7 separate regions of the Mus musculus genome follow, and all the other regions are linked to region 1. Evidence: chromatin contacts called from public ChIA-PET, Hi-C, HiChIP or PLAC-seq and promoter capture Hi-C data. All regions are on one chromosome and are shown on one strand. Each heading gives the region's core, a stretch centred on a gene start, on an enhancer-like site or on the middle of the called end of the contact. The rest is flanking DNA. Distances are from core to core; before and after follow the strand shown. Region 1 holds the start of Endov (endonuclease V). Region 2 has its middle 42 kb from the start of Mir6935. Region 3 holds the start of Faap100 (Fanconi anemia core complex associated protein 100). Region 4 holds the start of Arl16 (ADP-ribosylation factor-like 16). Region 5 holds the start of 2810410L24Rik (RIKEN cDNA 2810410L24 gene). Region 6 holds the start of Mrpl12 (mitochondrial ribosomal protein L12). Region 7 holds the start of Nploc4 (NPL4 homolog, ubiquitin recognition factor).

What was found. Promoter capture Hi-C pulls out the DNA fragments that hold promoters and counts their contacts. Hi-C and Micro-C count contacts between places; a contact is called where the count stands out from the background. ChIA-PET counts read pairs in DNA pulled down with a chosen protein or histone mark. HiChIP or PLAC-seq counts read pairs in DNA pulled down with a chosen protein or histone mark. Capture Hi-C pulls out chosen DNA fragments and counts their contacts.
Region 2: a Hi-C map of CD8 T cells shows a contact between it and region 1, with 2.6 times the contacts expected there. The contact joins the enhancer-like site here to the promoter of Endov in region 1. A contact is called at or near these places in 1 of 39 promoter capture datasets (embryonic stem cells), 2 of 15 datasets of contacts at CTCF or cohesin (embryonic stem cells and large pre-B cells), 1 of 484 Hi-C or Micro-C datasets (CD8 T cells), 3 of 115 datasets of contacts at active chromatin or transcription factors (embryonic forebrain, memory CD8 T cells and microglia) and 3 of 9 other capture datasets (adipose tissue, embryonic stem cells and liver).
Region 3: a contact with region 1 is called in an RNA polymerase II ChIA-PET map of memory CD8 T cells, with 17 read pairs. The contact joins the promoter of Faap100 here to the promoter of Endov in region 1. A contact is called at or near these places in 2 of 39 promoter capture datasets (liver and pre-B cells), 3 of 115 datasets of contacts at active chromatin or transcription factors (kidney, large pre-B cells and memory CD8 T cells) and 2 of 9 other capture datasets (adipose tissue and liver).
Region 4: a contact with region 1 is called in a promoter capture Hi-C map of liver, with 5 times the contacts expected there. The contact joins the promoter of Arl16 here to the promoter of Endov in region 1. A contact is called at or near these places in 1 of 39 promoter capture datasets (pre-B cells), 1 of 115 datasets of contacts at active chromatin or transcription factors (astrocytes) and 2 of 9 other capture datasets (liver and pancreatic islet).
Region 5: a contact with region 1 is called in an H3K27ac HiChIP or PLAC-seq map of embryonic stem cells, with 4 times the contacts expected there. The contact joins the promoter of 2810410L24Rik here to the promoter of Endov in region 1. A contact is called at or near these places in 2 of 39 promoter capture datasets (the C10 cell line and pre-B cells), 1 of 484 Hi-C or Micro-C datasets (embryonic stem cells), 3 of 115 datasets of contacts at active chromatin or transcription factors (embryonic stem cells, large pre-B cells and memory CD8 T cells) and 1 of 9 other capture datasets (adipose tissue).
Region 6: a contact with region 1 is called in a promoter capture Hi-C map of liver, with 5 times the contacts expected there. The contact joins the promoter of Mrpl12 here to the promoter of Endov in region 1. A contact is called at or near these places in 2 of 39 promoter capture datasets (liver and pre-B cells), 1 of 484 Hi-C or Micro-C datasets (CD4 T cells) and 1 of 9 other capture datasets (pancreatic islet).
Region 7: a contact with region 1 is called in a promoter capture Hi-C map of liver, with 5 times the contacts expected there. The contact joins the promoter of Nploc4 here to the promoter of Endov in region 1. A contact is called at or near these places in 2 of 39 promoter capture datasets (both in liver), 1 of 484 Hi-C or Micro-C datasets (embryonic stem cells) and 1 of 9 other capture datasets (liver).

Annotation. Positions count from the first base shown.
Region 1 is chr11:119,490,002-119,493,680 of GRCm38.p6, reverse strand. Endov (endonuclease V) reads right to left here and starts at 2,334. Exons shown (of 9, transcript NM_001164636.1): 1 at 2,222-2,334; 2 at 1,725-1,896. The coding sequence starts at 2,277. A930037H05Rik (RIKEN cDNA A930037H05 gene) reads left to right here and starts at 2,446. Exons shown (of 4, transcript NR_153849.1): 1 at 2,446-2,638.
Region 2 is chr11:120,303,352-120,306,860 of GRCm38.p6, reverse strand. No RefSeq gene overlaps it. Among named protein-coding and RNA genes, the nearest start is that of Mir6935, 42 kb to the left of the region's middle. Within about 2 kb of position 1,605, at least 315 of the 459 cell types and tissues checked have an H3K27ac peak or open chromatin away from gene starts, as enhancers often do. A contact at or near this core is called in CD8 T cells, embryonic forebrain and liver, where this site is marked.
Region 3 is chr11:120,377,412-120,380,995 of GRCm38.p6, reverse strand. Faap100 (Fanconi anemia core complex associated protein 100) reads left to right here and starts at 2,250. Exons shown (of 10, transcript NM_027980.2): 1 at 2,250-2,454; 2 at 2,550-2,668; 3 at 3,335-3,584. The coding sequence starts at 2,290. Nploc4 (NPL4 homolog, ubiquitin recognition factor) reads left to right here. Exons shown (of 17, transcript NM_001195023.1): 17 at 1-1,198.
Region 4 is chr11:120,465,483-120,469,073 of GRCm38.p6, reverse strand. Arl16 (ADP-ribosylation factor-like 16) reads left to right here and starts at 1,474. Exons shown (of 5, transcript NM_197995.2): 1 at 1,474-1,711; 2 at 1,834-1,892; 3 at 2,307-2,420; 4 at 2,975-3,090; 5 at 3,253-3,591. The coding sequence starts at 1,651. The coding sequence ends at 3,424. It overlaps Hgs (HGF-regulated tyrosine kinase substrate), which reads right to left and starts at 1,439. Exons shown (of 22, transcript NM_008244.3): 1 at 1,311-1,439; 2 at 1-65. The coding sequence starts at 1,347.
Region 5 is chr11:120,188,088-120,191,930 of GRCm38.p6, reverse strand. It overlaps 2810410L24Rik (RIKEN cDNA 2810410L24 gene), which reads left to right and starts at 2,075. Exons shown (of 3, transcript NR_030682.1): 1 at 2,075-2,491; 2 at 3,255-3,442. It also overlaps Gm9734.
Region 6 is chr11:120,482,837-120,486,442 of GRCm38.p6, reverse strand. Mrpl12 (mitochondrial ribosomal protein L12) reads right to left here and starts at 1,806. Exons shown (of 5, transcript NM_027204.3): 1 at 1,675-1,806; 2 at 1,014-1,200; 3 at 701-787. The coding sequence starts at 1,751. Hgs (HGF-regulated tyrosine kinase substrate) reads right to left here. Exons shown (of 22, transcript NM_008244.3): 20 at 3,580-3,606; 21 at 3,342-3,428; 22 at 2,459-3,054. The coding sequence ends at 2,944.
Region 7 is chr11:120,435,730-120,439,121 of GRCm38.p6, reverse strand. Nploc4 (NPL4 homolog, ubiquitin recognition factor) reads left to right here and starts at 1,422. Exons shown (of 17, transcript NM_001195023.1): 1 at 1,422-1,623. The coding sequence starts at 1,609.

The DNA.
Region 1 (3,679 bases), core at 1,085-3,584:
AGGGCGGAGGCTGTGAAGAAACAGGTAAGTAGCCTACAGAAGGGGTGACTGTGGCACACGTGCAAAGGACAGAGAGGAAGTCCTGAAGAGGTAGAAGACATGGAACTGGGAGGAAGACTGGGGAATACTGTGCAGGGGAGAATATGAATGAAGTATAATAATAAACACATGTGAAAAAAATTACTTTTTGTTTTTCAAGACAGGGTTTCTCTGTGTCGCCCTGTCTGTCCTGGAAATCACTTTGTGGACCTGCCTCTGCCTGCCGATTGCTGGAATTAAAGGTGTGTGCAACCACATCTGGCTGAAAAATATATTTTTTTTTACTTTAGCTCAAAAAATTAAAAATAACTTTAAACATGGCGCTACTGTGAGACAAGATGGAAAGCAGGAGGTTTGGGGAGGCAGAGATGTTCTGCTTGTGAAAAGTGTGGTGTGTACTGTGTGCCACTGAGGTGAGCAACCAGGATGACAACTGCAGTTCCTGAGAAGTGCGCCACAAAAGCCATCAAGGCTGCGGAAGGCCCTTCCTTCCCGACCCAGGCTACAGCGGCAGCAGTAAAATGTCCAAAATGGCAGCGCCTATCAAAATAGAGGCACTATGACATCTCCTCAGCCCAAGGCCATCACAGGAGCTGTCCATGGTGGCAGCACCTTTCCTGCCTCAGCCTACTTCTGTCCTGAGGAGCTGTCCACAGTGGTGAGACCTTCTTTCAATGCCCCAGCCTACAGCCTTGATGAAGCACCACTACCGGAGTTGTTCACAGAGGCAGCACCTCTCTCCAGCCTCCCCAGCAGCCTCAGAGATGGCACCTCAGCAAAAGCTGGCTGCCACCAGGAAGGACTTCCTACTCTAAGTCATGGCCCTAATACAGGGAAAGGAGGTGAAAAATCCAATGATCCCTGAGCCCACCCCAAGCTCAGGACTTGAGATCCCACAAATCCTCATTCTGGAAATCTCTGCCCTGAGAAGCTCTGTCCCCTCAGAAATCCTATAAAAGCACTGCCCCTTTGTCCAGTTTCCTGCTGTCTGCCCCCCCCCCCCCCCCCCCCCCCCCGAGAGCAGAGGGCAGCCATTCCTAGATTAGTCCCTCCTCCTCCTCCTGGAGTCTTCCCTCCAATAAATCTCTTTCATAAAATTTCCTGCTTGGTGTAACTCTCCTGTCAGAAAAGAAGCAAGGAAGAGAAGAGAAGAGAAGAGAAGTGGAGAGAGCGGGGCTGAGGCTTCCTCTCAGAGCTGTGTGGTTCCCGGGTCCTTGTGTCTCACGATGCCTTTCCATTGGGACACCTTTCCCCTCAGAATTTTAAGGTCCCTGGGCTTCCGAGTCCCTTCCATCTGATCAGAAACACAACAACCAGACCTGGAATTGTCTGTCGATCCTTTAAAAACTACTTTTAATTCACCATTTGTGTACATATATGTAGACCCGTGGGAGTTTATGTACATCACAAGCATCCTGGTGCCCATATTTCCTCTGCTTTTTGCTTTTGAAAACTTTTCTTCAAAGGCATTCCAATCTATTCATTACACTCTACAAACGGGGTGGAAGTGTATCAGTCCCTTGCCTAACACATTCGAGGGCCTGAGTCGGCTTCCTAGCATCAAATATATATATATACACTACGGGGTGCAAGTATTAAAAAAAAAAAGTAAATTTTATAAAACTGGACCCTGGCTCTCTGCCTACGATCGAACTGCACCGGGCGCAACATCCCACCCGGGTTACCTTGAGCTCGGGGTAGCTCAGCACTACCAGGGAAGCGCAGGCCCGGACACTGTCCCCTTTCACGAAGGACACATCCACGCCCCCGACCTTCTGCAGGCCCGAGAAGCTGGGGTCCCGCTGCCAGGCCTCCGTGTCCCGATCCACCACGCGCGCTTTCAGCCGGGCTTGTTCCCTAATAGGACACGAACATCAAACGGGCTCAGGGCCCATGGGAAGAGCGCGACGCTCGGGGCGTCCCCCCTCCCAGCCCACCCTCTCTCCTTTTTGTCCATCAAGCCACACTGAGAAGGAAAAGCTCTCGGCGATGGGAATCCCCGGTACCGGAAACGAGGACCACGCCCACAAAGGCTGGCTGCAACTTCCGGCAGCCGGCGGCCCGGAGCAGGCCTGTGCCGCAGCACCGAGGGTCAGTTTCCCAGCCGCCACAGGGGCTGTGAGGTCGGAGGTCACTGGAGAAGGCCACCCCCTTGGCTAATGCACGACCCCGACCCCATTACCCTTTCCACAGCGACAGGGTTTCCTCTGGCGGCCGCTCAGCGGCCGTGTGAGCCATGGCTAGCGCCTCGAGGCTTTGAGGACGTCACTTCCGGAGCGCCGGCGCCGAGCTGTTAGCCTCGCTCGTTTAGCGTCCCTCCGCTTCAGCTGAGGTTGCCGCCACCAGGGGCCGCTGTCACAGCAGTGCTGGGCGCCGAGCGCTGACTTCTTCCCGCGCGACTCTCTCAGATGCCGGCGTCCCGTCCCGTAGGTGGGTTGGCGCACAGGTTTGGGAAATGCAAGCCCAGCTCTGCGCCTTACCTGGCGCCTCCAGCCCTCCAGCAGCTTCGGCCCCGCTCTGAAAAGATTGGCCAGCAGTTGCATCCCTCGCACACACGGAGCCCTGAGCCCTGGGGTAACGCGGTTCCAATTACTGCCAGGTTCGGGTCCGCACATCGACACATTGCGTATGAGCACGCGCTTGCGGAGCAGAAAACCTCTGTGCAAACTTGAGACACCTTTGCAGCATAGATTTTTTCAGTTGTACCGATTGTGAGAAATTAGTCCGGAATAAGAACTCAAAAACCAGTGAAGTCGAGGGTCCTGGGCGTGGGCGCACTCCATTAATTCCAGCATTTGAGTAAAGAGGATCCCTGAATACGAGGCCAGCCTGGTTTACAGTAATTGAGTTCTAAGACAACCAGGACTACACGGAGAAATCCCATTTCGAAAAAACAAAAACAAAGGATCCTCCAGACCAGGGTGTGTGTGTGTGTTAGTTAGGGTTCTTCTAGAGGAAGAGAACCGATAGAAAATACATAAAGGGGATTTAGAGCTTGCCATAAGCAGGCAAAAAACAAAAGCTTCCTTCTTTCATGTCTTTTTATACAGGCTGCCACCAGAAGGTGTGTCCTAGATAGAGGGCAGGTATCTGGACTCTTAGGTTTTAGTTCATTCCAGATATAGCCAAGTCCACAAACAAGATTAGGCACTACAGGGTGTCAACCCAAAACAAAACGCAAAGTTGGCTATGCTCAACGATTTGGTGCAGAACTGTAGTTTTTATATTCTTGATTGCATTAGTCTGCCTCATTCATTTCCTGCTGGGTGAGTACTTAATGAGGACCAGTCTTTCTGTTTCTAGTATAGGTCTCTTACCCCAAATACCCATCCTGTCCGTTTAGTACCCAGAGCCTTACCTAATGTGTATCTCCCTCTCAATGACATGAGCTCAGCAGACTGTAGTGTTTTTTTTTTTTCTTAGAGATTTATTTTCATTCTTGTAAGTCTGGTAACGAATGCAGGTGCCCACGGAGACCAGAAGAGTTAGATTCCCCTGGAGCTCAAGTTACAGGAGCCTGTGGTCCTCTTGACATGGGTGCTAGGCATTGAATTTGGGCCCTCTGAAACAGCAGCACATATTTGGCAATTGCTGAACCAGCTCTCCAGCTCTAGATTGTAGCCTTTTGTTTGTCTTTACC
Region 2 (3,509 bases), core at 356-2,855, 810 kb before region 1:
CTGTCTGAGAGCAGCCTGGACAGGAGGAATATGGTAGCAGCTTAGTCAGGCTCCCAGGCAAGGTCTGCTCCTAGTGGGCGACCCACACTCAGGATTCCTGATACTTCTACAATGGGCTTCCCACCACCCCGGTACACCTGGGAAGTCTCAGCTCCCGATGAAGACTTCCTGTTTCTTGCGGGGGGGGGGGGTGGCTGGAGCGACCTGGGAACTGTAGAGCTCCAAATGCCGGAAGCTAAGATGCCCAGGTGCCTGAGGGCACAGGAGCAGCACCATTCCCACACCAAACAGTCCAGCAACGTTCACTCTCTGACCAGCAGAGAGGTTCTCTGGGCTCAAAACAGCAGGAGAGGAATGTGCTTAAAACTTCATGGGGTGGGGATTGTCCTCCCCACCTGCCCCGCCAGACATTCACCATTCCCAGCCACCCAGGGGAAGAAGAGCCCACAGATGTAGCCTCAAATACCCCGTCCTTAGGACAGACACCTGCTAGAGGCCTGGGGCTGAGAGACCTTCCAGAACCCACTAGTGTCAGGCTGTTGGGAGGTGCAGTTCACTGTATCACTTGCTAGGAAGGCACTCTAAATTCTGATAGGGTCTTGTAGACGCCCGGTTCTAGGAGGGGACGTTGGAAATGCACTTCCACACCCCATACTCTCTCTCCTTCACCAACCTAGGCTTGAGCAAGAGCTTCACTAAGTCCACTCATGTTATGGGGATACTGAGGGTTCCCTGACTGACCCCGCACCCCACAGGCTGTGTGGACACTGGGTGCCTGTGTCCACAACCCGCAGCACTGTGGCCTCTCCGCAGCCACAGCTTTGCTGTGTAAAGGGCTGAAGCAGTTTCTAGATGGAGGGTGTTGGGACCAGAGGTCAGACCTGCCTGACTCCCTGACTCCCCCAGTTCAGCCTAGAAAGCTCTCTCTCTGGAGTTTTGCTGGCTCTGGGCTTCTGAGGCACCATTTTCCACTCCAGACAGAGTCCACTACTACCACTGACTGACTGAAGGTTTAGGAAGAGTTAGCACAGATGGGCAGTCAGGGCAGAAGTTCTGTCCCATTCCCACGGAGCCCGTGTGAGTCTTGGATAGGAACGGAGCTCATTCTGCAAACAGGATCAGGTTGGTAAAGATTCTCTCTCGCTAAGCAGTTTCCCACGTGGCCTCACTCTTAAGAAAGATCCAGAGCCCCTCTTCTATCACTGAATGTTAGGTTTTTAGAAACATTCCAAGCTTGCTGCCAGGTTGGTTCTGTTCTTCGCCACAATTCCTAGGAGACAAGGAGAAAACGAGGGTAAGAAACCCGGGAACGGAGAATGAAAGAGCTCGTCCAAGGTCAGACCCTAAGAGGGCTGCGTTGCAGGCGGCTGCTCCTAGTTCGCGTGTGCGAACAAGCGGGGGGTTCCGGGAGGCGCGCAGGGCCGGAGTGGGCGCGCAGGTGGCGGGGCCGGAGCGGGCGCGCGGCGCGGGCGCAAAGAACAAAAGGGCGCCCCACTCCCGTCCCACCCGCCCTCTCTTAGCCAATCGGCTTGGCCTGAGCAGCAGAGGCTCTCTAATTGGCTGCACAGCGACCAATCACACTCCAAGGCTGAGAGCCCCCCCCCCCGCAACCCCACGTGGGGTGATGTTCCTCGCTAGAGAAGGGCGGGGCACGGAGCTGGGCCTCGCTTGGCGCGCCTCGGGGACCTGACGGCGACCCGTGCAGCCCTGGGGGATCCCCTGCGGTCGCCAGTGGACCTCGTAGCCTCCGGTCCCCATGGGGGCGTCGTCAGGCTCCTTCGGCGCCTTGGGAGTGCAGAGCCTCCCGGATGGGAGGTGGTAGGGCAAACACGGGGTTGACCCCCGCTCTCATGGGAGGTGTTGGGGGATGCAGAAGAGCGCCACCTGGGTTTGGCTCGGAGGCTGAAGCTGGTGGGGTGGAGGAAAGGAAGACACGGTCCTGCTGTTTAGTGGCAGAGGCATCAGTTCATTCTTGGATGGAGTCCGGTTTTGACACCTCCTCTCATGCCCTGGGGACACAAAGAGAGGTGGCCTCTGTGCAAGCTTGGGGGCTAGTCCTCCCCAGGCCGTTTCCATTAGTCTCCCCTCCAAACTACTCCATGTGGAACATACTAGAATGTTTTTTGATACGGGCAATTGACACGGTCTTACATTTTTATGGCACCCTCAGACGGGACATTTGAGGAGAGTTGAATAAATGGAAAATACATGACTTAAAGGAGGAGATGTCTAGTACCCAAGCCGGCAACCAAGGGGAGCTGCCTCCACCCTAGACAGGGAGGGCAGTTGCAGTGGAGAAAGAGGCCCGTTTAGGAGCTGTGACCTTGGAAAGGGGACTCAGTGACCTGACAGGGAGGTGCTGGGTGGTGCAGCACCAGCTTGCCAGCGCTTCCCACTGGCCGAATGGAGGCCCAAGCTGGAGCAAAGGAACCCAGGCCAACACTGCCTGCAGCCATTTTCTGCTATGGGTAGGGAGATGGGGTAATGGTGGGGATAGCTGTGGTGGTGTGTCAGGGTGCTGAGGCCCAGCAACAGGAGTGTGTCCTGCGCTTGTACTCAAGTGTGAATAGAGTCTTAGGAAACATTGGGTTTCGTTTGTGAGCAGTAGGCATATGTAACATAGGTGAGGCCCTGAGGCCGTCCACCTGTGCAGCCTTGGGATGGATTGGATGGGACTGGGCAGAACCTTTGTTCCCACAGAAGACAGCCTGCAAGGCACAGAGTGGTCTCAGGGCAATAGTAGGGACCTAAACTCTGTCTCAGGGACTTGGGTCCTGCTTACTGGTGTCCTGGGGCCCCGCCCTGGGGAAAAAACGGGCACAGACCAGGCATGGAAAAGTTTGTGGTCCAGATGAAGATGTGCGGGAACCACAAGAGGTCTAGAAAGGCTCCTCACAAAAAAATGGGAGCCAAGGAGAGGTGTGGAGCTTGATGCGGCGTTTAAAGGCCGCTAGGACTTGGGTGGGGGGCAAGGCACAGAGAAAGGCGCAGAGCAGGGAGGTGATACCAGGTGTCCGGAGAATGTGGCCCATGGCGGGTGTGGTCGTGTGCAGCGGGCCTCTGACAAGAGGAAGGCGGGGGACACTGGCAACACCCCTCCTCCGTCATAAGGTGGTAATGATAGGATTATCTGGGAGGCTGCAAGGAGGATGTGCTGTGTGCAGTCCAGTGTCTTGCAATTGACAATTGCAGGCTCAGTGCACGCATATACACTGTCAGTACAGGCTCTGGTCACAGTCAAGGAGACGCGGGCCGTGGGTGTGTGGGCCGAGTCTTCTGTGTGGATACTGTGGAGGATTTCCAGTAAGGATAGCTCCCTTGCTCTTCTATCCTGCATTGTCTGAAGTTGCTGTCCTATATAGTTCACAGGTCTGGCCCCGGAGTCCTCGGCCTCCTGCCTACCTCTACGCAGCCTTCTTGTGAGCAGGGGCAGCAGAACCAATCCCAATCCTGCTGTTAAAAACGGGTGTTTATGGGCCTGGAAACAGCAGTGTTGGGTCCAGATCCAG
Region 3 (3,584 bases), core at 1,001-3,500, 890 kb before region 1:
GCTATGTTTCTGATGCCAATCACACTAGCACCATTACATGCTGGGCAGGTGCTGGGCAGCACAGACGCTGGAGACCTGTTTGCCACTGCTTGTCCCCCATTCATCTTTGTCTACAAAGTTAATTACGTTCTCATGTTCTGGCATCCACATAATTCTTGTTTTCTCTGACTTATAGCTAAAGAAATTTTTGTGGTTTCTCTGCTTATGGTTTTGAGTTACTCTTTGTTCAGTAATGCACTTTATTTTATTGTCCAAAGAGAGTCAAGCTAAAGCTACCACCTTGGGGTGAGCCCTACAGAAGGTTCAGACCCGGGCAGCTCAGCTACCTCCTTCTACATGGAGGTGGCCCTGGTCCCACCTCTAATCCCTACTGTCATCAGGCACTACAGCCCAAAAAGAGGTGCTTGTGAGCACACCCACCCAAGTGAACCCAGTGGCTGCCATGGTCCTCTTCAGGCTCAGAGATGGGTCTAGCCCTGGCCTTGCTCTGATCAGCCTGCTCCTGGGGCATGGGTGCTCCCGCTTCTGCTCTGCTTGGGCTCACAGGTATGCACTGGCTGGGTGTGGATGAGTATTTTTCTGACCCCAGCCCTGCAGTGGAACCTAATAAAAGCACCTGAAGCGATTGTCCTGCTCCCAGTGCATTGTTCCTGTGCCCAGAACCACAGTCCACCGGTGTGGCATGGATGTGTTGCCTTGTAAGGACAGTCCTGAGTGTTAGAACCTGGTGTGCAGAAGATAAACTGACGATGCTTCCAACCCTGGAGGTGACTCCGATGCTGCAAAGAATTCATCTCCCACTTGTTTCCACTCAAGGTGTCTTCAGAGCAGCCTGGGGCTTGGGCTCAGATCTGTTTCAGAGACCACTCAGAAATGATAAAATAGGTCCAGGCTTCACCCTTGGGTTAAAGTTGGTTTTTGTTTTTTTGTTTTCACTTAATTTACAGCTGGGCATAGTGGTCTGTGCCTTTATTCCCAGTACTCTGGAAGCACAGACAGGCTACAACTATAAAGCCTAAGAAATAAATATTTGGGGCTGGGGGGTGTCCAGTTCCAGACAGAGCTTTTTGTTTTTTGTTTTGTTTTGTTTTCATAAGCGTTGCTGTTGTAGAACTAGCTTTGTAGACCAGCCTGGCCTTGAACTCAGATCCACCTGCCTCTGCCTCCTGAGTGCTGGGATTAAAGGTGTATACCACCACACAGCTTTTATTTATTTAATCGTATGCTTTTGTACACATAAATACCTTAGTAAAAGATGTAGGAGCCCCTGGAGCTGTTGGGGGTTGTGAGCTTCCCTATGTGGATGCTGGGAATCAAACTTGGGTCTTCTGCAAGTACAGCGTGTGCTCTTACGGCTGAGCCGTCTCTCCAGCCCCAGGATGTTGTTCTGACATCTACACTAGGGTTACACTATGCTCTCTAAGTTCACAGGACGTTTTGTGCCTGGTTGTGACCCCACACACCTTTGTAGATTTGTCCGCTGTAATTTTCAGATGAACGTTCTTTTAAGAGTCAAGGTTGCCTGCGCTGGCTCCGAACTCAAGTATTCCTGCCTTCAGCCCTCCGAGTAGCTGCCACTTCAGAAGCATAGGCAGTGGTGTCTAGTTTCTGATGAGTGCTCTGGAAGAGTAGTATTTCATCTTGTACTTGGAGCCTCATTCCAGGGTAGGATTCTCCGCCTGCTCCCTCAGGGAGCCCCAAGAAGAGCTGTCATTGAAGAAAATGTGGTTTCCCTTAGACCCAGCTCATTAGGGTTTTCAGCATCCTCTGCTGTAGAATCACATCCTGCCGCGTTCATGAGTGGAGCAAAGGCTCTTCTGGATGGCTGGCCTGAAGCACCTTTTTCCCTATCAAGGGACTGAATGGTGTGCTGTGCCACCCTACTCCTGAAACCCCGTGCTATACGGGTGGTGCTCTCAAGTGCTGTCACAAAACGGTGCCAGGGCAAGTGCTGCATACAAGCCTTGCACCAGAGCAACCTCTGCTCAACAGGTAGGTGATCCGAGGCAAGGGCCCTGACGCGGGCCCCAGTGAACTTGCAGGACTGCATTATTTGGCTACCCTCTGGCTTTGTGCCTCCCGTTGTGGCTCTTTGCTAAGCCACGGTGTTTGGGGGCGTTCCCGCCCTCTAGCGGACCGTAGAGCAACTGTCCCCGCCCCTGCAGCAGGCTCCGGCCACGCCTCCGCAGCGGCCGCTTTACGGCGGAGGCCGCGCCGCGCCGTGGGCGGCCGTAAAGCCTGGAGGCGGCACCGCCCCTCCGGGCTGAGCTCTGGCCCGGCGCCCGCAGGATGGCGGGCGCTTCCTCGCGCGTGCACTACCTGTCGGACTTCTGCTGCCCGCTCGGAGGCCGAGCGGCGGGGAAGCCGTTTGTGCTGCGGCATGAGGCTGAGGTCTTTCTGTCCACCGGACGCGAGTTCGTCTATGTGTATGACCAGGAGGGCGGGCTGCTGACGGTGAGCGGAGGGCGGGAGGGCGGGCGGGCGGCGCCGTTCCGAGGTGAGCCGGGGCCGCGTGTGCCCTCGCCTGACCTCGCTCTCCTGGCGCCCAGGCGGTGTACCAGTTTCCCGACCAGGTATGGCACCTGCAGCTCCTGGCCATCCGCAGGGCACTCTACGTCCTGTGTGCCCGGACTGGCATCTACTGCCTGTCGTTGGACTCGCTGGACAGGTGAGGGGGCGTGGCCCCACGCGGCCGGCCAGTGACAAGTCGGGTCCCCAGGGAGGCCGGCTTTCATGTCCTCCTAGTTGTGAGAGGTTTGTCCCAGTAGTAGTCCCTTTGACGGCCACTGACAACACACTGGGGTAGGAAGCAGAGGACTGCGGTCTAGGCCGCCCATTCCCGCTCTCTAGTACCTGTGCATATGCAGGCGTGGCAGTTGTGTCTGCTTTTGTGAAGTTCTTAGCTGTTGAGGCTCAGGTAGTGAAGTCTGCAACCAGGAGCACCGCTATCACTGCCCTCCGGTGCCTGGCAAGACCTCTTGGAAGTGGGTCTCAGAAGACGGTGTCTCTGGCAAGCAGTGAGTGGCAAAAGCTCGTGTCCCTTGGCTTGTGCTGGAAGAACTCACCGTGCACAGCCCAGGCAGCCTTGGGAATAGTTCCCAAGCTGCCTCGATCTGCAGAGCTATGTTTCTGGCTGATCCTGTGTCAAGCGTGTGTGTGTGTGTGTGTGTGTGTGTGTGTGTGAGAGAGAGAGAGAGAGAGAGAGAGAGAGACCTACCTGCTGAATGGCCTGTGATGTCTCCTGCCTAGCCTACTCAGAGCAAGTCAGGTTACTGCTGAGCACGGTGTGAGTCTACCCCACCCAATACTGACTATGCTTCCATTGTTCCTGAAGGTCTGGGAGCCAGGCCTGTGAGGACAAAGAGGAAGCGGCTCCCCCCTACCCTGTGATCCATGTGGACCCGGATGCGTGTGTCCTCCCTGACGCTGCCCTCTGTGCCTTCACCGTGCTGGATGATATGCTGGTCACCCTGGCACAGGGCCCCACCCAGTGGAAGATGCAGCTGTTTGAGCGTCCCTGTGCAGGGGAGGAGCCTCTGCCCAGAGGCCAGATTGGTGAGGTGGAGTTGTCCACTTGCACCCCA
Region 4 (3,591 bases), core at 225-2,724, 980 kb before region 1:
CAGGTCGCAGATCTGTAGAATGGACTCCCAGTCTGTCTCCAACAGAAGCTGGCTGGTGGCTTTGTCTAAAGGGAAGAGATGCCCATTCAAAGGGTCCATTGAGCTATGTTTCCGAGCCGGCCCGTCAAAAGTCAAGAACATCCCTCATTTTATACAGCCAAAACCAAACTGAAAATCCTCTTGAAGTACACTGACAACCATGGAAATGGCATCCTCCCATGCAAGAAGCAAATAATGTGGAAATGATACTTAGTCCCTATCAGCTGTCAGCTCAAGCTCGGCTTCACTCAGTTCCCACAGACCCTCTGGAGAGAGGTACTACTTGCATCTGCTTTAAAGATAAAGGAGGTAGAGAATGCCCTTTGTCACAGCTTGCTGGGCACTTTAAAATGGCATACCCTGCTGCTTCTCAACAGAGTCCCATCATTTAGAAGTTTTGTCCTTTACCTCTTAGCTGGGTAATGTAATGGGTCCCTTAGCAAGCTCTAGAAGATGAGGGATGATTTCTCCATGTCAAGTGGTACCCCCAGCCAACACCTCTTCACACTCGGATCACCCCTCCCTTACGAAAGTGAGCTATCCCAAGATACACCACCCTTGTTACTCATTCAACAAGTTAGTGGATTCATACCTGACGTGCTGAACCTCCCAGGATATGAGACTAAGGTAAACATCTCATCATCTAAGATTCCCCTTTGAAAACCTTAGCTCAAAAAGGAGCAAGTGAGCAGCCTAGGATGGGGCCTGCTCCTGAACACATTTATTGAGGGAATGGTGCATGCATGTCAAACTCATTTTTCCCTCCTAAAATTTACACTGTCCAGGAACCTCAGATAGTGATATCAACAAGCACCTTCAAAAATGAGAAATACATGTCTTCTCAAACCCCCAGGCACTACCAGAGCGCAAGAGGCTGAGGTCCTAGGAAGCATTCCCCAAGGGGCTCGAAAGGTTTAAGGAAGGCAGTATCGGTTCCACCCTGCGAAAAGGTATCGGGGTCTGAGACCCGCATGAAGCTAAGATCTGAGTCATGACTTCATGACTCAGGACTTTGGCCCAATCGGTTCAGGACCGTCGGACCCGGAGGAAGAGAGGTCCGTCACGGACCCCCAAAGAGCATTCGTCACTGGAACCCCAGGACTCAGTGTACAGCCCGGGCGGCCACACCCGAGGCCCGGGAACCGTGCAGTGCTCCCCGGAGGCCGACGGCCGGTCTAGGTGGCCGGCCCGCTCTCCTGAGACCTACGGAGGCAGCATCTGGCCGGTGCGCGCGAGGGAGCTGACTTGGAGCTGACGGGCGGACGCGTTACCTAGGAGACGCTCGAAGGTGCCGCTGCCTCGCCCCATGGCGACCCCACTCCGGACCGACGCTGCAGTCGCTCCCTCTTTCGGAGCTGACGCGCCCCCCAACTTCCGCTTCCGCCTTTCTTTTTCTGCTCGCGCACGCGCAACGCCTCCGCGCCGCCCCGAGTCCTGCTCCATGGCGAGACTTGCGCTTACACACTGACTCTGAGCGTCCATTGGACCGCTCAGTCCATTGGGACTAACCAATGAGCAGCCTGGACGAGCGGTCTATCCAATGAAAGCTAAGCGGAGGCGGGCCTCATTGCGTGGTAGCTCGGAGGTACAAGCGCGTTATCCGAGGAAGGGATGTGTCTCCTGCTTGGAGCTGCTGGGGTCGGGAAGACCCTGCTGGTGAAACGCCTTCAGAATATCCTTCCGCGCCGAGTGGGCAGGCAGGGAGTCCCAGGCAGGGTGGGGAGGGAGCACACCGGGGTCGCTCATCACGGGAACTCCTCCCTCTGCCACGCCATGGCCCTTGACCGCCGGGACAGCTGAGCTCCGGAGATGGCAAAGGCGACCTGGGAGAGCCCCCACCGACGCGGCCCACGGTAGGTGTCGGCCTCTCTCAGGTCATGCATGCCCTTTGAGGCTTGCAAAGGTCCTCAGACCTCTTCTAATGGAAGCCGCGGTGCCTGTGGTCAGTAGGTTGGGTACTGTCTGCGGCAGAGGAACTCCCATCACTAGACTTCTGAGTGTGGAGAACCCGAAGCCCGTCTTCCGGTGGGCACCTTTCTCTCCCATCCCTAGAAATTCATTCCCTCGTCACTCTCAAGGCCCATCTCTATGGTTGACGTTGGCCTGGAGCCCCCAGAGAGCTGCATTTCTTGGTGGCGAGAGCAGAGGGCTTGAGCAGTTGTCACTGGCTGTGGATGCTTAGCTCCCTCATGGCGGTGCTGCCATCCAGAAGCTCACCACAGCACACCGCTTGCGCTGGTCTCAGTGCATCGTGGTTTTTTCCATAGGTGGGCACCAACCTTACAGACATTGTGGCCCACAGGAAGATCACCATCCGAGAGCTCGGGGGATGCATGAGCCCCATCTGGTCCAGTTACTATGGAAACTGCCATTCGCTCTTGGTGAGTTAATACTTCAAGCTTCTTTGGAGGTCAGTTTTGTCTGACTCCCTGAACCATCAAGTATTGGCCCTGCTTTTCATGGGATCGGGTTTGGGGGTCTTTGATGACTGTGCATTGGTCTGATTTCCTGAGCAGGGCTCAGATTCTAGGAGGCTTGTTGAAGGCACAGCATGTTCTATGCCTTGATACCTGAATACGACCAACACTTTACATCCCTCTTGTTGGTCCTATCTGTAGAAGGAAGGGGCATCAAATTCTGGGATGAAGAGCTGATGGCCACAGTAGACTTAATTTTACTTAAAGACACCAGTGACAGTCATCCTCGTACAACTCCCCCTTGGCTATTTCCAAAACCTGTTGTTTAAAAGCCAATCTGGGGCTGGATATGTAGCTCAGGAGAGTGCTTGCCCTAGCTACACTTGAAGCCCTAGGTTCAAACTCCTGCATCATAAATTTAAATCCACTTAAAAAGTTGTCTGTGTGCTTTTGTGAAATGACCAGACAGGGCTCTGGTCAGGACTATCTTCTGTAGCATGTTTTCCTTTTCTCCCTAGTTCATGATGGATGCTTCTAACCCCACCCAGCTCTCTGCATCCTGCATGCAGCTCCTGGGTCTCCTTTCTGCAGAAGAACTTGAAAAAGCCTCCGTCCTCATACTCTTCAATAAAATGTATGGGTCTAAGGGCTGGGCAGGATGAAGGGCAAGGTATCCCAAGGGGTTGCTCTACTTGAGTACAGCCAAGACCATAGGGTCTGCAGCGGGGAGGTGCAGCTGTGGGTAGAACAACTTTGTGGCGAGCACCACTTTGACGAAGTGCTTCTTCAACTACAGTGACCTACCCTGTTACATGACCATGGAGGAAATGAAGTCATTGATGAGGCTTCCAGACATCATTGCTTGTGCCAAGCAAAACATCACCGCAGTAGAAATAAGTGCCAGGAATGGCACTGGCTTGGCAACAGTATTGCTCTGGCTCCAGAATCAACACAGGCACAGCAGTTGACAGCAAGATGGAGAAGTATGGCTGACCCCACCCAGTGCCTAGGAGGCAAATGCATGAGAGCCTGAGGTGTTTGATAGGAGCAGGCCACCCAGTGTATCTGCAAGTGATGGGGGCTGTGCTGTGACCAGTAAACAAGCATACACTTACAAACACCACTGTCATCTCAC
Region 5 (3,843 bases), core at 826-3,325, 700 kb before region 1:
TTCTGGTGTGTCTGAAGAGAGCAATGGTGTACTCCTATACAATGTAACTACTGAGACTCAAACCCAGGTCCTCTGCAAGTGCTAGACAAGTGCTCTTAATCACCGAGCCAATTCTGCAGCCAGGGCCAGTGGTTCTAACTTGTGCTGCTCTGTACTGTTCAGTGCTCCCATCAGTGTTCCCATCCAGTAGTCCAGTCTCTATGCACTGGGCCTCCTGTGCTGCTGAGAACCTCAGTGGAGGCTCTAAGGCCAAGAGAACTCCTTCACATATGACTCTCCAGGGCATCTGCTTAGTTTCAGTCCACTGAGCACAGCCCAGGAAGAGATTGTCTCCACAGACTCCCACCCATCACCCTGACAGAGATCCCAGAATTCCACAGTTTCCTCTGAGAGGCTCTCCTTGGAGCCCTCCTGCCGGCCAGCAGTTTCCCTCCCATGCTCCCTCTTGCAGGAGCAGTGCCCTGACTTGTCTCCCAGGCACTCTTCTTGTTCTCTAGTTGTAATGGATTTTAAAACTTTTCTATCATTTCTAGGGCTTGAGGGTGGGAAGAGAGGCTATTAGGAATTATCTTGACCACTATCTTGATTCAATCCCTCTTGGTCTAAAAAAAAAAAATCAGTTTGTGTCCACCCTGGGGTGCTTAATCCCTGGGAGCTGAACTTCAAGGTCGATTTGATCACCACGTCTGTGGTTTGCAACCATAGCCGGACAAGTCCTAGATCCTGAGTGCTGCAACTTGCCCTTCAGTTAGCTACAGGCCCTCTCAGGATCCCTGGACTTCTGAAAAGAGGAATTTCAAAACAGAGCCATAAAGGTGGCTGAGTACTGCCTTCAGCAACAGGGAATTAGATGTTAGCTTCTGTGACAACCTCCTGGGAGATGCTGGGATTGATAGCGCTCAGGTGGAGCCCTGCAAATCCAGGGTTGTAATGTACCTCATTTACCTCCGGGGCTCATTTTACCATCGGCGGCACCAGATTACAGCCCCTACATCAGGTGGTTGTTTTCCTTTTCTTCTTGGTTTGCGGATTTCACTTGGAGCCAAGATGCAGAAAGGGAGAAAAGGTTGGGAAACACCTCCAGGTCTGAGACCAGGACAAGGCGGTGAACTCAAGAGGAGACACCTGCCTGCTCCTGTAGGTATGGCTTGGCTCTTGTTTGTCTCCTGCACTTGCTGCCCTGGCGTGGCTTGGGGCACACTTGAGATGTATCTTTCCCTGTCTGTCTGGGGCAAGCCAGCAACAGCTCTCTGGCCGTGGTCCACTTTAGCCTGAATATTTTTCAGCACTCGATATTTCTCCGCTCAGAAAGCAAATGAGTCGCTGCCCACTAAGGTGGTCCTGGGGCAGTGGCCCCCAATCCTGTAGTCCTTCCTGAGAGGGCCTATGCACCTCTGCCCCTGAACTCAGAGACGCCTTGAAAGCTGAACATCACATTATTACCACTCGATCTCAGAGAACCTTCCTGACTTCTGGGGATGTTGCACACCCTGAATTTCAAAGTTCAAGGCACTGCGTGTCCCGGGTGCAAGGGGCCATTCTAAAATCAAATCCCCTGGGGCTTCCTCTCCCTAGAGTCCAGATATGATTCCCTTACACTTCCTTCCGGATTTGGGGGCATCTTTCCAGATAGTGGAAAGGAATCCAAAATTTGTAATTCCACGGCGGAGCCAGCTCGAAGCTGCAGACACTCTCGGCCTCAGAGCCCAGATCCTGAAAAGCTTACCAGTTTACCGTATCTTCTCGGGGAAATAGACCCTCCTCTTCGGCCACACCTCCTGGATCATCTATTGGCCAACCTGAGCACCGCCCACGCGATGCCATTGGTTTGCACCGGCTGCCCAGACAAAGGGAGCGGCCGCTGCGGGAGGCGATGGGGCGGGGCTAGGCGGAGGCGCTGGGGCAGGCGGGGACGCTGCCCTCATGGAGGCGGGGCGGGGGCCTCCACGTGGGTGGGGCTGGGCGCCCTCCCCACCCCCACGAGGGCCGCGGCCGTGGGGCGCTGGTAGCTCTCCCGCCCCTCCGCCCTGCACCCCTCCCGCCCTAGGGCTCTTTCCTGGACTGCGGCTGCAGCCTTCTCTTCCCGGAGGGCTCAGAGTTCGTCCCCTTTTCGCGATTGGGAACGTGGACACGCCGGAGCCTGGATGCAGAAGGGCGCGCGGGAACAGGGAGCTGGTGCGCGAGCCGCAGCCCAGCGTCCAGGCCGCCCCACTCTCTGCTGATCCAAAGGACTAGGGAAACCCTGCGCGCCGACGGTGGCCTGGACGTTGGCGCGGGCCCTGGCGCTAAAAAACGGATCCCATTTCCAGAAAGGCGGGCCGGGTATCCCGCTCCTGCCTCCTGGAGAATTAGCTCGGCGGAGGTCGACCAGCCGGGTAGGGAGGGAGGGATGGAGGGACAGGCCTAGGGTCGACCAGCCGGATAGGGAGTAGCTTCTGGGAGCTCCCTTGCCTACGGAGGGCCGGTGAGGCTGCCCTCAGAGCGCCGCCAGGTACGTGCTTTTTCCTTGTTTCCCGCGCGCCCAGAGCACACTCTGGGGAGGGAAGGAATAAAAACCCAGCTGGTGTGTAGGAGATTTTCGCACCAAACGTGTCTTTCTGAGGGGTCCTGGGACGGTAGCCGAACTCGGGGTAGCCTCCTGAGCTGTATTCTGGAATCCCTACTGGGCTCTCCACCACCCGTAAGACGGGCTTGGAGCCAGTTCCTGTGGAAATGCGCGTCACTTTCTTCAGAGGCCCACGAAATTCATCCAGGACTCCATGGGTACTACAGCAAGATGGCTCTGTTTCGAAGTGGTTCATACAGTTATCCCCCAACCCGGAAACCTAGAATTCTCGTTTTCTGAACCGGGATGTTTACTTTAGGGAAACCTGGTCTTGGCTTCTGCTGCGCGCCGGGTGTCTAGGAACGAATCCCTCCTGGATCCGGGAACCCCAGATTTGCGGGGTTAGGAGATACCCTCAGAGTTGTGGTTTTTTGTTGGTGGTGGTTTGTTAAGAGCCTGGTAGCTGAACTGGAGCGGGCCCCGTCCCCTCCCCCATACCCACTTCAAACAAAAGAGCTCCTCCGAGAATATTTTTTAAGGGGAAAGCGCTTCTGAATGTGGACCCTCAGTTCTCCCCGCCCCCCGTTCCGAGGAAGGACAAGGGTTTTATATGTGTGTTTAAAACAAAGGCGAAGCTAGACGCGAGTTGCCGGGAAAGGGCCGCTTTTATTTTAAAGTTCTTGAAGAATTCACTTTCTTTTCTCCCAAGTTAGCTGCAGCTGAGCCAGAAGCGTCCCCACTGGCTTACCCGATAGTGGGATTTTACACGGTGTCGGCTAAGGGTGGCTTTGTGAGAAGACCATTTCAGAAGAAGAAACGGGGCTCTGGCTGGTGGGGTAGAAACCCCTATGGAATGAAAAGTACTCCCAGTCTCTTTGAGGAAGATTGCAAAGTAAGGTGGGTTGTTTTTCTTTTGTCCCATCCTTCCCACCCCTTAAATTAGAAGAAAAGGCCCCCAAGCGTGCAGCACCAGGTGGACGTTTGGAAGCTGCGAGTGGAATCTCGTTTAAAAACTTCCGGCCCCACGCACACCAAGTATCCATCTTCGTCGTAGTTGGGGTGAGGAAGAGTGTGACTTCCCTACCCAGAGTCTGGTTGAGCACGGATCCCGCCGAGGAGAGAAGGGTCCCGGCCGGGGGGAAGGTCCCTCTTTCTGGGACAAAGCGATCCTTAATTGTGGCCACCTTCCAAAGTCCGGGGCGAATTCGCTACGCGCGTCTGCCCGGGCGGCGCTTGGTGGGTAGTCCCGCTTCCACCAAAACTCTGTGTTTCCTTTCTCTCAAAATAAAACTCAACAA
Region 6 (3,606 bases), core at 557-3,056, 990 kb before region 1:
CACATGGTGGCTTACAACCATCCTTAATGAGATCTGACTCCCTCTTCTGGAAATGTCTGAAGACAGCTACAGTGTACTTACATATAATAAATAAATAAATCTTTAAAAAAAAAAATCACTTGGAAACCCTCTGTCAGCCAGAACTCTTTGAGAAACACCTTGCTTTCTCTTCCTCAACACCTTCAAGTTTGATTCAACATTGTCATGTTGTAGAGGCCTTCCTCGAAATTCCAAGTCTCTTCCCTACCTGTCCAAATTGGTGCAGTGCACTTGAGGCAGGCACTCTCCCACAACATCTCTGTGCCCTCCCTACTTTTAATAATACTCAAGACTGCTGCACTGTTTGGCGTACCGTTTCCTCTCTTCAGATCATTTTTCCCACCAGTGTAGCTCAGAGGGCAGAAGGAAAGCTAGCTTACAGAATCGAGGTCCTGATCCCCAGAACCCATGCGGAAGGGGAGAACCCCCAAAAGCTGACCTTTGACCACCCCCTGCTCATGCACACCCACACACATGCACGCACTAGTAAAGATCTCGAATGCCTTCGGCAGAAAATTTCCCAAAGCTATTGCAGGGAGCCCACAGCAGAACACAGGGATTACAGCTACAGACTCAAGGAGGAACAGGGAAATACCTAAGTTATTGAGTCGGGCAGTTAACTGGGCACACAGAACTGGGTCTTCCTGTGGCCTAGGCTCACCTCAGAGGCCGGTGCTGCAGCAGAGACGGGACCAGGCACCATGCCACCCATTGGCATAAGGCCGACATCCTGGATCTTCAATGTTTTCTGTAGGATGAAGGAGAGGTCTCAGTGGCTGCTTATCAAACCCTAAATGGAGGTACAAATGGAGGTACAAGCCTATTTGGCCCTACCACCTAGGAAAGTACATTTGATAATTTACCAAACTCCCAAAACACCCCAGAAGAGACAGGGACCTCTGACCTTTGTTTGGTAAAAATACAACTAGAAGGCAGGGACTTTAGTCCTGGCCTGTGCCGATCTCTCCTAATACCTTCAGGAGTTCGTTGAGGTCTGAGATCTCCAGGAGCGTAAGGCTGGCAATGTCTTGGACCAGCTGCTGGATCTTGGGGGGGTATTCTTTGGGAGCATTATCCAGAGGTGCGCCGGCGAGTGCTTCACTCCTTCGGTGGCTGCTGCTTCTCAACTGCCGCGCTGCACAGACGCTGGGCATCTGTTGCCTACCCCAGGCAAACAGCCGTTAGATCAGAAAAAACGGGAGACTCAAGGGTACAAGATCCATGTGCTCAGTCTGCCACCGCTGAGGCCAGGCTCCACAAGCTGGGGTTAAGGGACCCGAAAAAGCTTTCCTACATTTCCCATAGAGCCTCAGGAGCCCACGACTATGTCTGCAATACTGCCCAGAACGGCAGGCTTCTGGTTGAATGGAATACATCAGCCTGGCGGGTGCACAGTGCTGCACCAAGCCTTCCAAAGCACGGGGCTCGGGCTATGCTGCCGACCACGGCGATGGGTCTCAGCGGCGGGAAGCTGGGGACGAAAGGTACCTGCACCCAAGGTCGCCCAGGCCGAGCCGCCCTCTCCACGCCCCGCAGGCTGGGCCGCGGAAGGTGGCGATGCGCCCGTCACCCCTTCCCTCTGAACCTACTTCCTGCCCGCCGCCCCGGCAATGGCGCTCTAGACCACCGCTTTACCTGGCAAGGCGAAGCGCTGCCCCCCGGAGTCCAAGCCGTGGCCCCCACAGGCAGCGGCTAGCCGCCACCGGCAGCATAGCTCCGCAAGCGGGAAGGTCACACGCGGCTCTAAGCGGAAGCGACGCTCTATCCGGGAGGAGGCGAGCTGTCCGGGCCGCTCTAGCCCGGGTTGGCTCCTGGTATTACGCACTAGGCGGTGCGACGCGCAGGCGCGGAGACAATACTGGGTTGGCGCTTTCTCCATCAGTCGTGTTCCGCACGCCTTTGTCTCGCCAGGGGAATAAGTAGGCGCCCCCACCCCTTTACCTACGGAACTCATAGCCCCTTGAATTCAACTCAGTGGTCCAAGAGGTTAGCAACCTCAGGAGCCCAGTACTCTAAACCTAGGAGAAGGAAGGGCCTGGAGTCCTCCCAAGAGCTCACTAGGCGGAACCGCCTCCTTTGAGTGCACACTAAGGCGGGCGCTTAGCGGGGAGGGAAAGAGCAAAACTTGAGACCTCACAGAAGTCAGGTTGAACCGTATATTTCAGGGTGAGCTATTGAGAGCTAAAACCTTAAGCAGTGGGTAATCCTGAGGGCAGTTGGGCTGCAAAAGCCCGCGTTTGCACCCTTCCTCACCCGCCTGGTGATGTATCCTGCACCAGATGAGTCTGCAGAATCCCCACCAGGAAGGAGACTGTTGGCAAGTCCACGGTTTCTCAGCCAGTACCCAGCACACTCCACAACAGATGCAGACTATTAAATTGTTGGTCCAACCCAGCCTGCTGCCCGAACAATCAATCATGAGAGTTTTGAAATACATTTTATTTTCACTGCTCTGCACTGAGAGATGACATCCAAGGAGAAGGGGAGACAGAGATACCTAAAGCTTCTACCCTTGCTGTGCAGGAGCCACATGGTTCTTCTGGGTACCAGGGCCAGGCCTGGACACCACACAGTTAGTTCACATCAGACTCCGGGCCAGGCTAAGCATCCCCACAGCATTCACCTGTGGCACCCAACACAGCCGGGCACTCTCCAGAGAAGGTTCTACTTGCCCTGCAGAGCCCCAGTCCCGGGGAGGTCAGACGGCATCAGGACTGAAGCAGGGAACCAGTGATAGGAGCCAGACCACCGAGGACAGGGAAGAGGGCCAAGGGGGAAGGCCCACCCCTTGCTCACAGAAGGGACACTACAGGGCAGTAATAGGGGAGGAATGGCTAGTTAGACATATAAGTGGTTTCTGGTGAACTGTAGTGTTACTCTGCATGGTGAGCGCCAGACTCAAGGTCAGTCAAAGGAGATGAGCTGGGCCTCACTGCCCTGTGCTGGCGGTCCCTGTGTAGGCGCTGGCTGGGCCACAGGGGGTTGCTGCTGGGGAGGGCCGGTGCTGGGGGCCATCTGGAGAGAAAGAGCAGATAGGCTCATCACCCCCCTTCACAAACAAAACCTTCGGCTTAGAACAAGCTTCACCTTAGCACATAGTAGATCAGGTTGTTACCAATATGGCAATGGCACGTGTGATCTCTTGTAAACTTGTCTCCTGTGCAATATGGACGCATGTGTACATACGTGCACTTAATGGCATGTCATGATTCTGTCTGCTGAGCAAAGCCCCTGATGCACCCAGTGCAAGGGATCAAAGGAAGCTCAGAAGTCCAAGGGCAGGCCGCTGGGAGACGGCTCACCTGCTGGTACAGGGGCTGCTGCCCTGGGATGTAGGGCTGCTGGGCTGGCAGAGACGCATCCTGCCCGGGAAGGGCGGTCATGAGATTCTGTGGGAAGTAAGATGGAGCCCGACACTGAGTTATCTGTGACCAGACACAAACAGACCCTCCTGGCTGGAAGAAAGCAGAAGCGAGAGCAAGGAGGAGAGGGCCTGCCTGGGATAGCCCTCTGTGCCTAGCAAAGACTAGGTCTCTTTACCTGCATATTGTACGGCTGGTAGCCCAT
Region 7 (3,392 bases), core at 173-2,672, 950 kb before region 1:
CACACAAAGTTAGCATGCAGTAAATTTTGTTGATGGAATGAATAAGCCCAAATTAAATAACAGAGGTTACAGAACTGTGTGTTATCAGCACTGACATTGACAGTGATGGTTCGATGGACTTAAGAGGGGAGCCGGGTGTGGGGGTGTACACCTATAATCCCATCACCCAGGAAGCAGATAGGAAGATTTCAGACTTGAAACCAGCTTGGACTACATGAGACGAGGATAGAAATGGGCCTTGGATGTGCACAACTTTGTAGAGAGCTTTCCTAAGAAGCCTGGGTTTTACCGCAGTGTCCACAGAATTGGGTGTGATGACACACTCCTGTAACCCCAGCAAGAGGAGGCAGAGTCAGGTAGATCGAAAGTTCAAGGTCAGGGCTGGAGTGGTGCTTGGTGCTGTACCAGAGGATTTGGTTTTGGTTTCCAGTACCCACATGGTGGGTCTCAATCATCTGAAACTCTAGTTCCAAGGGATCCACTCCCTCTTCTGATGTTCTCAGGTATCAGGCACTTGTGGTGCAGCCAAATCCATGCAGGCAAAACATTTATACATATAAAATATATTAAAAACTTTAAAAAAAAGTTTAGTTGGGTGGTGGTGGTACAGAACCTTAATCCCAGCACTGGGGAGGCAGAGGTAGGTGGATCTCTGTTAGTTCAAGGCCAGCCTGGTTTACAGAGCTAGATCCAGGACAGCCAACACTATGTCTTAACAAGTTCTTTCAATAAAACATATTGTATAAATATACATTATATACAATATATAATGTACACAGTAAAATATATTATATCTAAAACAACAAATAAATAAAACAGTCTAAAACATAATCGGAGTTTAGTACACTCATAAATCGAACCATCGGAGGCAGGAAAGGGGGCCTGCCTTTCAATCCCAGCACTGAGGCAGGCCCAGCACTGTGAGTTCCAAGCCAACCTGGTCTACAGCCAAGGTTGTATTTAGTGAGACCCTGTCTTAAAAAAAAAAAAAAAAACAGAAGCCAAAAAAAAAAAAAAAAAAAAAAACCAACAAAAAAATCAAATAAAAATTCGGAGGCGTTTAGCCTCTTAAGAAATTTCAAAAGTCTTCTACTTCAAATCATATGCAGTTACAAAGTTCAGTACAAAGGGAGAAACTCCAGCTCATTGCTGGAAAATTGTGAAGACAGTACAAAACTTCCGTAACGGTTATATTTGAGCGAGATCTCGACGCTCGCCTTTTCTTGCAGCTTTTTTTCATTGCTCGAACTTTCAGGAATATGGCTCTCCTGTCACAGTCTTCTGAACCCAGGGTCCTGGGCCCAGCCTAGGGGAAGGGGGTGGGGGGCGAGGGGGCACGGACGAGGGACGCGCGGCACCACTTGGCGCATGCGCGCGGCCGTTGGCGGGGCCGGAACCTTGTTTCGCCTCTCTCTCCGCCTGGCGGAGTGTGTTGAGCGAAGCACCGGACATCGGCACTGGCGGAGCCGGGCGGCGAAGCTGGAGCGGCGGTGGCGGCGGCGGCGGGAGGCCGGGGCCGGGGCTGAGGCCGAGGCCGGGGCTGCGAGGCCCTTGGGGAGACAGGCGGCGGGAGCCCGGGGCCCGAGCCCGGAGACTGGAGCGGCCGCCATGGCCGAGAGCATCGTGAGTGCGGCGGCCGGGAGGGAGCGGGGCGCTGGGATGAGGCAGCAGATTTGCGGGTGTCCTGGGCGGGCCAGCGCCGGACGGTGCTCGGAGCCGGTGGCTCCTCCTCGCTCGCCCCGGGTTTGAGGAGGTACCTGCCCTGGCCGAGCCCGGAAAGGCTGGCGGGAAGGAGGCCGAGCGGTCGGAACGGAGCGGCCTTCTTCTTCCCCGCTGCTGCAGGTTGCTCTGAGGGACCTCGGCCTCCTCCCAGGCCCCGAAGCCCGGTACGTCCTTCTCTCCTCCTCCATCCCGACAGTGCCTCGTCACGATTTCACTCCGGAAGAGTCGACCGGAGAAGAAAAGGGCATCATTAGGGGAACCCTTTTCCCACAGAGGACGCGGCCATGGGGGCCAACCCAAAACAGGCGGGATTGGCTCCTCTTTGACACAGGCGACTTGACGACCACCTGTTTAAAAGGAGTGTCATAAAGAAGGCCGATTTCACTTTTAGCCTGACAGTAGAGACTGTCACCCCCAGCCCCATGAAATAAGTCAGTAAAAGGAGAGGAAAACCAGCCGTTTGTTAACCTGTGGGAGTTTCTCTCCAGAGCATATGTGGCAGGGGTTGGGAAGTGATAGGAGTAACAGACCCGTTCTGACAGAATAACTAGGGCCAACATGGAGGAATATTGGGGATTTCCATGGGATCGGAATCATGGTGGTTGCCTTAGGCCTGAAACAGCTCTTCAGTGGTTTCCTGCATTCGAGAACATCACATCTCTCTGGATTTCCAGGGAAGTATAGCTCTTGAGTTTTGTTTGTGTTTTGAGACAGTCTTACTACTTTGTCCCAGGCCATCCTTGACCTTGACATCCTCCCACCTCACTTATCTCACTGCAGACATTTATGGCAGGCTAAGAGTTAAGGCTTTTCTCTGAGGGCAGCTTCTCTTTCCTCACAGCTCCATTTAGGGGTCTTCTGTTCTCTGTATTTTCTATCCTGGATGCAGACGATGCAGAGAAACCTGAGAAAGAAAGGCTGACTTAGTTTTAAAACTTAAATTTACCATCACAGATGACTTGCCTAGAAATAGGTGAGGTATCAGTAGGTCAATCCGCTTTTTAAATTTCTATTTATTTAAATGCTCTTTACTGAGGTTAAGCAGTGTGTTCAGGTGTTCCAAAGGCTGACTTGGGCATCAGTGGGTCTTAAATCGACTTTCTCAGGTTGTAAGGAATTAATATACTCTTCAGAAGTTGATTTTAGGAGTTTTGCTTTTAAGACCTATGTATTTATTTTATGTGTATGGGCGCTTTACCTTCATCTATGTGTACCACAACTGGTTGTTAAGGAGGGCAGAGTAGGCTTTGGATCCTCAGGAACAGGCTGGGAGAGACTGTGTGGGTGCTGGGAATTGAACCAGTTCCCCTGGAAGAGCAAGCAGTGCTCTTTGTGCATAAGCCAGCTCACTAGCCTCATTTGGAAAGAATTATGTGTATATGTGGGTGTGAACACATGAGGGCAGTTGTTGCTAGAAGCTAAAGGTGTTGGATCCCCTAGGGCTTAAGTTATAGGCAGGCAATTGTGGATCCTGGGGACTGAACTGAGATGCTCTGCGGGAGCAGAGAGTGAGTGTGTGTACCTGCTGAGCCACCTCTCCAGGCGTGTTTGTTTTGAATTCAAAGGGGGTCTTCAAAGAATTTCTGTAGGAATAATGTTAAAAACTCAACCACTCTTCCAAGAAAATTTCTTTTCTTTTCTTTCCTTTTCTTTTTAAAAAGATTTATTTA